2 separate regions of the Gossypium hirsutum genome follow, and region 2 is linked to region 1. The links are chromatin contacts, called in public Hi-C maps. All regions are on one chromosome and are shown on one strand. The core of a region is the stretch at or near the end of the contact, and the rest is flanking DNA. Distances in the headings are between cores, read along the strand shown.

Region 1 (4,828 bases), core at 770-3,269:
TATTTGACATTGATTGAAATAAGGTTTTTCAACTTTTAAATAAATGTAGTCAAAACTCCTATTGGATCATTCGTTTTTCAACATTAGTGAATTTCTTCTGCGCTGCCCTTGGTTTTTTCCCGAAAGGGTTTCCACGTAAAATCTGTTTATTCTTATTTTTCTTTATTTTTGCGATTATTCTATTACCATTATCGACATCTATTTTAACAGAGGAGATGGATAAAATGCTTACTAGTGTCCAACTCCTCAAACTGATTATCACCCTAAGGTCTTGTAACATAAGGTACCAAATTTTTTTCCTGTAGGCTATTTATTTAGCCCAAACAACAAGCCCATCACTGTAACCCATTTTAAGATACTAGTTGTTAATAAACTTGATTATAGGTGGAGTCGAGTTAATGCAAAATTTTAGGTTTGAGCTTGGCTTAGTCTGAAAAATGGTTTTAAAATTATACTTAAGCTCAACTCAAATTAAAAATATTAAACTCGAGTCCGACCTATCTTACTCGTATTAATCTTTTAGATTATTTTTTATATGAAAATAAATTTAAAAAATATAATACATCAAACACATAAAAAAACATTAAAATAAATATTTCCTAACAAATTGAAAATACATTTAATTTTTTTTATATTTAACTAACAGTAAAATAGTTGCAACTTAGCAAGCAAATGTCTCTAAAATAGTAGCAAAATTTAAAATAAAACAATAGTTACACAATACTTAAACAATAACAATAAAATAGTGATAATATAATATCAAAACATCAACAAAATGACAACAAAACATCTTATTTGGGCTAGGTCAAAATAGACCAAGCCCGAGCAAAAAAACCTACTCGAGGCCTGACCCTATTAAAAAACGGGTCTTATTCTTTGTCTAATTCTATTTTTCGAAACTATTTTTTACACAAACTATTCTACTTTTCGAGTAAACCTTTGAGTCTAAATGAGTGACACGATTCATCATCAATTGCCTTGAATTTTTTTTAAGGGTAAAACAAACTCTCTTAAATGATTAAAAAATGAAAATAAAAAATGTAAACATGGTTGAAGCAACAAGACTCTATTCCAGTCTGAAAATTGGCGCAGACAGCCATCGACAGTCAAAAAGGATGAACAACAGCTTTGACATTTTAAACATTATAGTATCCCGCACTCGCACCCGCACCCGCACCCGATAATGCATTTCCTTTGACACAGTTGTCGCCACATAACCTCACCGTGTTCTATTTCATCCTAAAAATGAATCCCACCGTCATTTTTGACTTATTTCATCCTAAAAATGAAATCCCCACTGTAATTATATAATTAAGGGTAAACTGTCAAAATAGGTATTTTTATTTGTCTTAAATTATATTTTAGTCACTTATGTTAGAAATATTATGTTTTAGTCACTTACATTATCATGTTGTAACATTTTAGTCACTGAGAATTAATTATCGTTAACGGTATAATAGTAAGCTGATGTGACACGATAAATCATCATTTTAAATGAAAATTTTAGGTTAAATCACACAATTGGTCTTTATATTTTTTTTTATTTTGAACAATTTAATTTTTTTCTTTAAATTAAAAGAGATGGAGAAGGAAAGAAAATAGAGAAGAAGCAGAAGAGAATGAAAAATAAAGAAAAAAAAAGTTAAAAGAACATAAAAGAAAAAACTGCAATTGCTCAAAATGAGAAAATATAGAGACCAATTGAATAATTAACCTAAAATTTTTGTTTAAAATGATGATTTAACATGCCACAACAGCTTACTGTTTCACTGTTAACGAAAATTAAGGACTTAGTGACTAAAATATTATAACACTTACTAAAATGTAATATTTCAAACATAAATAATTAAAATATAAGTTGAAGAAAATAAAAATGACTATTTTAAGAGTTTACTCTAAAATTAATTATAAAATGAAAAAGCCAGATCTCTAAAAAGGGCAAAAGAGACAATGTTCATAAAATGAGTTGGATTTGAATTATTTTAATATGAAAGAATCCAAAAATCAAATACTAAAAAAATAAATGCAGAAATTAAGACCGTTGAAAACTCTGAAAGAAAACGCAGGAAAGACAAATGGAATCTTATCCCATTGAATCGTGTAAACAATGCCTGAAGAAATTAAAAGAAACCCTTCAACAGGCTACCAAGCAAAGCTTTATAAATAGGAGAAAAATCAAATCTTTCAAACTGCAGAAATTCAACATCCTACATTTCCATTTTCAATACAATAACCATTTTTTTGCTTATCAATAACCCATTTATTTCCCCTCATTGAAGACAAGAATGGAAGAGAACAACCATAAAAACAACCACCAATCCTGCAAAACCAGGCTGTTACCCAAACGTATAATCCTAGTCCGACATGGTGAGTCCGAAGGCAATTTAGACACCTCGGCCTACTCCACAACCCCCGACTACAAGATCTCCTTGACCGAAGAAGGCCGTGCCCAAGCCTGCTTGGCTGGTTCCCACCTTCGGGACCTTGTTTCCAGCCATGGGCATTGTCCCGATTGGCGGGTCTACTTCTATGTCTCTCCGTATGAGCGCACCCGATCGACGTTACGGGAGATTGGGAAATCGTTTTCAAAGAAAAGGGTGATTGGCGTAAGGGAAGAGTGTAGGATTAGAGAACAGGACTTTGGGAATTTCCAGGTTGAGGAAAGGATGAAAATTATCAAGGAGACGAGGGAAAGGTTTGGGAGGTTTTTTTATAGGTTCCCTGAAGGTGAATCCGCCGCTGATGTTTTTGATCGTGTTTCAAGTAAGTTCTTCTTCATTCTGGAGTGGTTTTTTTTTGTAAATTTTTCTTAGGGCATTAAGCTTCTATGAAGAAAACTGGTCATTTGTGGATGGAGAATCGAATGGTTTTTTATCAGTTCATGGTCATTTAAGAAAAAGAAAAAGTGTAAGTGTTAATTTAAAGTAGTTTAGTATTCTTCACTGATTGAGAAAGCAATAAGAAAAACAAAAATATTAAGGGACTGTTAAAATCAATCTATATTTTATTCTTGTTATTGTTGGAAAGAAATGCTTCTGGAAATGGTACTAATTGGCAATGGCTTGCTTTGCAAATCTGATAGCTATGAACTTCTAAATGAAAATTGGGTTCTGTTGTGTTAATGGTAAAAGAGAAGTAATATTAAGGGACTGTTAAGCTGTTTATACAAGCATGTCTTTCATTGCTTCCTTAACTATGTATGAGCATAGATCTCTTTCATATGTGTATATTTTAAACTCTGCAACAAAATGATGTCTTTGAAATGCTAGGAAATTGGTTCGGTCCCCAAAATGTTTCTATTTGGGTAATGGTCTGGTAGCAGGACATGCAAAAATATTAGATAATTTTACTTGATGAGTGGTTTTAATTCTTCTTATGATAGCTGCGGATGAGTATCGAGAGCAACTTCTCGGGAATTATTCACTAAAATGGTTTTTGAGTGCTTGATTTGCCATGTCATCCATTTTTGAGCGAGTTAACCATAATTGTGTATGCTCATTGTTCACTGGTTTTGAAAGTCTTCAAGTTAGAAGTAGGATTGAGCTAGACATGATTCTATTCTTTCAAGTGATGTTGGTAAGAGATCTCAAGTCTGTGGTTTGATATATAATCTTACTTTGTTCTTTAATCTTAGAGAATGAATCCAAATAATTAAATGCTTTTGATATGTAGTTTGGATCAGTGGATGCTAAATCGAAGATAAATCGTTGATTTTTGCAGGTTTTCTTGAATCTCTCTGGAGAGACATAGACTTGAATAGGCTTCATAGCGATTCTTCTCAGGACTTGAATCTCATAATAATCTCACACGGTCTAGCCTCACGGGTGTTCCTAATGAAGTGGTTCAAATGGACGGTTGAACAATTCGAGCGCTTAAATAATCTCGGGAATTGTGAGATTCGAGTTATGGAGTTGGGACATGGCGGTGAATATAGCTTAGCAATAAATCATTCGGATGAAGAACTGCTGGAATGGGGACTCTCTCCGGAAATGATAAAAGACCAGAAATGGCGAATCGATGGCAACAAAGCTGACTGGAATGATCATTGTACTTGGTATCTTAGGTCATTTTTTGACAATGAATCAGACTCAGAAGATGATGTTGAAAGAAGTTGATATTCATTCCTCAAAAAAATTGGTTTGGAAAGTGATTCTTAGGGTGCAAAAGTTGTGCCATATGAGGCCCTCATTGGAAAGTTCATTCATGTAGATGGATGTAACAAATGCCCTTTGTTTATTTGTTTTTAATTCATTTATAATAATAAAATAAGTATTTAACCAGCAACTATATGTAGCAAGATCATCATTGATGAAAATTTAATAAATTAACTTAAAAACAAACTTTTATACAGCATTTAAATATTTTTATAATAATGGATTTGTTTGAAAATAAAAGGATAATGCATTGATATGATATTCATGTGTTCTCACGGTTAAATTAAACAGTGTTGAGTTCTCTTAATTTGCTTTTGGCATGGAGAATCAAAACTGCAATAATTCATCGAAGTTCACAAATTGATATGATATGATATTCACAAATCAAGAACCATTACAAAGAACATTACCAGCAAGGTAAATTCAGGTAGACTCCAAACTGTTGCCCTCATAATCTATCTTAGACCCTACTTTAAGAATCGATTTCAAAGGTTTTGGTTCCTCTATTTCTTGGTCAAATGATCCCATTTTTTCTGCTCTTTTTTTCTTCTCACTTTTCTTCTTGCTTGCAGTTGCAGTCATCTCCTCTACTGTATCATTTATGCTAACCATTTTCTTTGGAGGTCGAGCTTCAGACGTTGCTGCTTCAATAACATCCTCATTTTTCTCTTCAT
Region 2 (4,976 bases), core at 294-2,793, 180 kb after region 1:
CATTATATTTCAAACATAAATGACTAAAATGTAATCTGAAACAAACAAAAATAACTATTTTTATATTTTACCCTTTAATCTAATACCTAGAGTGAATTTATAGGTGCATTCACCTATATACAAAACACTATAACTTTCTCTAGATTGCTTGACTTGTAGTAATATATATTATTAAGAATTTAGAACATATATGAAAATTGAAATTTCAAATGCTAAATTGAAAAAAATTACATGATTTAACATATTTTATGAATTGCTTCATATTCTAATGGAATAATTTATTTGTTTAGGTTGAACTCTAAAGATTATTTTATTATTTTAAATAGATTAGAACTTTTAAATATTATTTTTTATATTTGTTGAGTATTTCAGAGTGTGTGTCTTTCGAAAGAGATTAAATCATGTATTTATATGATATAGTTATTGTTCATAAATGTGATTTCGTAAGTAGGTTCTCATGTATGCCGTCACGTACTCTACTCTAGGGTTAACACGTGTTTTCTAGATATGGGTTCGCACAATATAAGTTTACCTACATGGTAGTGCAAACCCACATCCTATTGTCTATAGAAAGATATGTGAATACCTCACATGCAAACTCAAAGTACGAACAACATAATGTACGAATCAAGACTCAAACAAATAATCGAATAGTGGCTGAATAATAATGAATACCAATATTGACATTTATTTTACGGTTGAAATTATACCATTTTTCTTGGATCTTACATATTTAATTTCTCTATTTCAATTTGTTGAAATTTATTCTTTGTATGTTTATAAAGTTTCAAAATTTCAATCTTGTGTCAGTAGATTTTATTTTATATTATATGGATAAGGAAAATTGTGTAATAAGTTGAAATGACAAACCATTTTTTATTAGATTATATACACTAATTTTTTAGAAAAAAGAATGAGAAATTGAAAACATTCAATTCATGTGAATTTTGATAATAAATAAATTTATTAAAATGTGAAAAGAAAAGAAGAAAAAGAAAATATTTATTTTTTCAGTCAAATCAAAATGTTGGGTGACTTGACTTGTTCAATGTATAAAACCTCAGCTTATGGCTTGCTTTTTCAATCTATACTCTGAATTTTCTTGTAAGCCATTTGGATTTGCTTAAAATATTCGAGTTTAGACGGTCTAAAAAAAGTTTGCCCGAGTTATGACCGGTTCAAGCTTATATTTTTACTTAAATTCTCTTATTTTTTAAGCGAACTTTTAAATTAAATAATCTAATCCATGTACATGTAGCATGATACTGAAAATAAGATGTCTATAAGTTTATTTTTATATTAAAACTTTAGTAAAAAGGTTGATTGTTTTCATGAATAAAATTTTTTCAATTTTAGATTTGAAGAAGGAAGGTAATCTTTATATTTAGAATCATTAATTTGGACTTACCTTGAAACTTTTTAAATCTGCTTGCATGATTATTTTTACTTTTTTTCTTTTTAAAATCAGATTCGAAAGAATCACAAATTTGCTTTATAAAAAAAAGGCCTAACCCCAGCAATTTCTTGCGGCCTTCCTTAGAATCTAACTGGAAACCAATGCCATGATGCCTTTGAAGTTTGAACCGACTAAAAACAACTCAAAATAAATGGTAAAAAAAAAAATTATCTGGATTTTTATTGAAAAAAGAAAATCGCAAAAGTCTACTTTTACTTGGGAAGCTTCCTCCATCGTCAAACAAATGACTCAGCCATCCCTTCCATTGTGGCTGCCCTCAATGAAACACCGTAGAAATCAACTCCATATTTGGAATTGGACCCACCCCTTTTTCTTCTTCTTCTTCCTCTCATTTAAAACCCCACTGCCTTGTTTTTCTCTCACTCTCTCATCCCTCTCCAATGCTCCTTTCCTCACCATGTCGTACACCACCCACCATGGAGTCTTCTCGCTTTTCTTCTTGCTCTTCCTGCTCCTCTCCCCGCCGCCGTCCTTCGCACAGAACTTCAACCAAGACGAAGAAAATTACGCTCGTTTCAGCCCTTCCATGGCCGTAATCATCGTCGTTTTGATCGCCGCTTTGTTCTTCGTGGGTCTTTTCGCCATTTATATTCGGAATTGTTCCGACGTGTACACCAACAGACAGAGCATCCGCCCCGTCGCCGGGCGTTCATTGCGCGGCACGCGTGGGCTGGACGCGTCGGTGATCGAAACTTTCCCTATCATGGTTTACTCCGAAGTTAAGGGTCATAAGATCGGCAAGGGAGCTTTGGAGTGCGCGGTTTGCTTGAACGAATTCGAAGACGACGAAACGCTGCGTTTGATACCCAAATGCGACCATGTTTTCCACCCTGAATGTATCGACGCTTGGTTAGCTTCTCATACCACTTGCCCCGTTTGTAGAGCCAATCTCGTTCCTCAACCAGGTGACCCCGTGAGTCAACTCACTGCATTAAATAACACTGCCGTCGAGTTAGACCTTGAGGCTCAGAACAATGGCAGTAACTCAGAACCGGAAGAAGAAAGGAGCATAAATAACAACGCTGTTAATTGTCAGGTAGAGGCTCAAGTGGCTTCGGAGGTTGAAGTGAATAATTTGAATGTAACTTTAAATAGGAACCGTACACGTGGATCAAGATCTGGCCGTCCACGTAAACTTTCTTTCTTGCGATCTCACTCGACCGGACATTCTTTGGTCCAACCGGGGGAGAATACAGATCGATTCACTTTACGATTACCAGTTGATGTTCGGAAACAATTAATGAACCGAAAGTTGAATCGGGCGACAAGCTTAGTGTTGCCCAGGGAAAGGAGTTCACGCCGAGGGTACCGAGCATCAGAAGATGGAGGGAGTAATAGAGGGAAACTGGACCGTGGTGCCAAATCGGACAGGTGGGTTTTTAGTATGACGCCACCTTTTTTTAATAGAGCATCTTCCGTGAAATCACTAAAAGTCGCTGCGCATGATGGTGAAGGGACCTCAAGTAATTTGCCGGTTGGAGCAATGGCTAACTCAAGCCGTCCTCCGGTTTAAAGGGTTTATTTATCTTAATAATTTATCAATTGCTATATTATAACTTAAAAGCCACGTGCTTTGTGTAGATATGTACATTGTCTATGCAAATGATTTCTTTATTATTAATCAAATTTTGGTTTATTGATTTTAATTTGGTTTTCTAGGGCATATAAAACATTAAAAATCACAAATATGGTAGACCAAGTCATTAGGAAGATGAGGTTTCTAAATTTATATTTTATTTATTTACCTTATTTTCTTAATAAAAAATATGATTTTATATTAGAATCTAATCAAAGCCTTAAACTTTTAGGTAAATATATAAATTATCTGGATTTTTATTGAAATAAAAATTTATTCATTTCTGCATTTCAAAAAAAAACAGATTTTTTTTAAAAAAAAAGTTAATTCTTAAAGAAAAATATGATCTAAATGAAAAATTATTAAAGTCAGGTGACTCAAATGAATGTACAATAAATTATTTTTCTCAAAATGAAAACATTTCTTAATCATAGTGCCCTTATTACAAACTTCTTTTTCAGTGCAAAAAGTGAAAATTTATGAAAGTTTAGTGACCATTGTGTAATTTACTCTTTTCTTTATGAAATTAATTAATAGCATATCTAACCTTAAATGCAGTGTTCAAAGGATGTCCCCTTTTTATCACCATTAATTAATACGTTGGGTAAAAGCAATTGAGTCAAAATATGAATGCAAAATTGGAGCTGAATAGGAAAAAACCTGAAATTACCGATTAATTTAATTTAATTTAACAACAAAAAGTCAACTTCTAGAAAATTTGACTGACTATGAAAAAACTCAGGTAAAATTATGGATTTAATCCTTTTATAGTTAGTTACTTATAATTAACACTTTTAAATATTCAAATACTTTTTTTTCTTAAAAATATGCTTTCCAACTTATGATCCCGATATGGATTTTTTTCTTAATAGAGTTATTTAAAAAAAATCCACACCAATATTTTTAAAAAAAATTTTGAGCAGTGTTAACTATTTGAATTAATTGATAACATCATAAAAATAGGGATAAACTATAATAATAGTCACTTTTATTTGCTTCAGATTATATTTTAGTCACTTATGTTTAAAATGTTACATTTTCGTCACTTACAAAGTGGTCGCTCTACCATTAAACTCTGTTACCTACGTAGCAATACAAATGAATTTTAAATGCCAACTTGGATGTCCAATCGCTGGGATGGAAATAGGTTTTTAATTAAATAAATTTAATTTGAATTGCCCCGTAAGACATCCAAGTTGGCATTTAGAACCCATTTGGACTGCCATATAGGATCACCATTAGGGAGGTAATAGAGCTTAACGGTAGAGTGACCACTTCGTAACAAAACGATAACGTAAGTGACTAAAATGTAACATTTCAAACATAAGTGACTAAAATATTATCTGAGGCAAAAAAAGTGACTATTTTTGTAGATTACCCCAAAAATAGATTGTCTAAATTATATCAAATTAAACTAAAAAATTAAATTCATAATTCAAAGACTAAAACCATAAATTAACCCAAAGATCATAATCATATAATATTTCAAGGTTTGAATTGTATAATTATTTTAATTTTTGGGAAAGTGCTGCTTTTGAATTATAAAAAAAGTATGCTCTTATCAACATATATTAAGCTTGGCTTCATCAACACATACAACTCTTTTTCCTTAGGCTACAATAAACAACTTAAACATATATATATATATATATATATATATCTTCTTGTTGATAAAACTAAACTTCAATATGCTATACTTCTTTACTGTATATATATAAATAGCTCTGAATGGTTACTTTGGTAGTACGCGTATTGGCATAACTTGGTTGCCAGCTATTTTATTTGCTTGAAAGCTCAGTAAAGTTGTACTCTTAAAATCATGATTGATGATTCCATTATGAAGAGAATCCCATTAAAAGAAAGAGCTTCTCTTAGCTTTCATTTTCACCCTCCATATCCTTCATGCTGCCTTTTGTGGTGTCT

What was found. Hi-C and Micro-C count contacts between places; a contact is called where the count stands out from the background.
Region 2: a contact with region 1 is called in a Hi-C map of leaf, with 1.6 times the contacts expected there. The contact joins the promoter of LOC107887734 here to the promoter of LOC107887804 in region 1. A contact is called at or near these places in 6 of 34 Hi-C or Micro-C datasets (hypocotyl, leaf, petal and 1 more).

What each region holds. Positions count from the first base shown.
Region 1 is chrA11:111,354,167-111,358,994 of Gossypium_hirsutum_v2.1, forward strand. It overlaps LOC107887804 (phosphoglycerate mutase-like protein AT74), which reads left to right and starts at 2,020. Exons shown (of 2, transcript XM_016812032.2): 1 at 2,020-2,763; 2 at 3,721-4,284. The coding sequence starts at 2,286. The coding sequence ends at 4,115. LOC107887812 reads right to left here. Exons shown (of 1, transcript XM_016812039.2): 1 at 4,382-4,828. The coding sequence ends at 4,578.
Region 2 is chrA11:111,534,502-111,539,477 of Gossypium_hirsutum_v2.1, forward strand. LOC107887734 (E3 ubiquitin-protein ligase ATL6) reads left to right here and starts at 1,544. Exons shown (of 1, transcript XM_016811969.2): 1 at 1,544-3,123. The coding sequence starts at 1,608. The coding sequence ends at 2,990.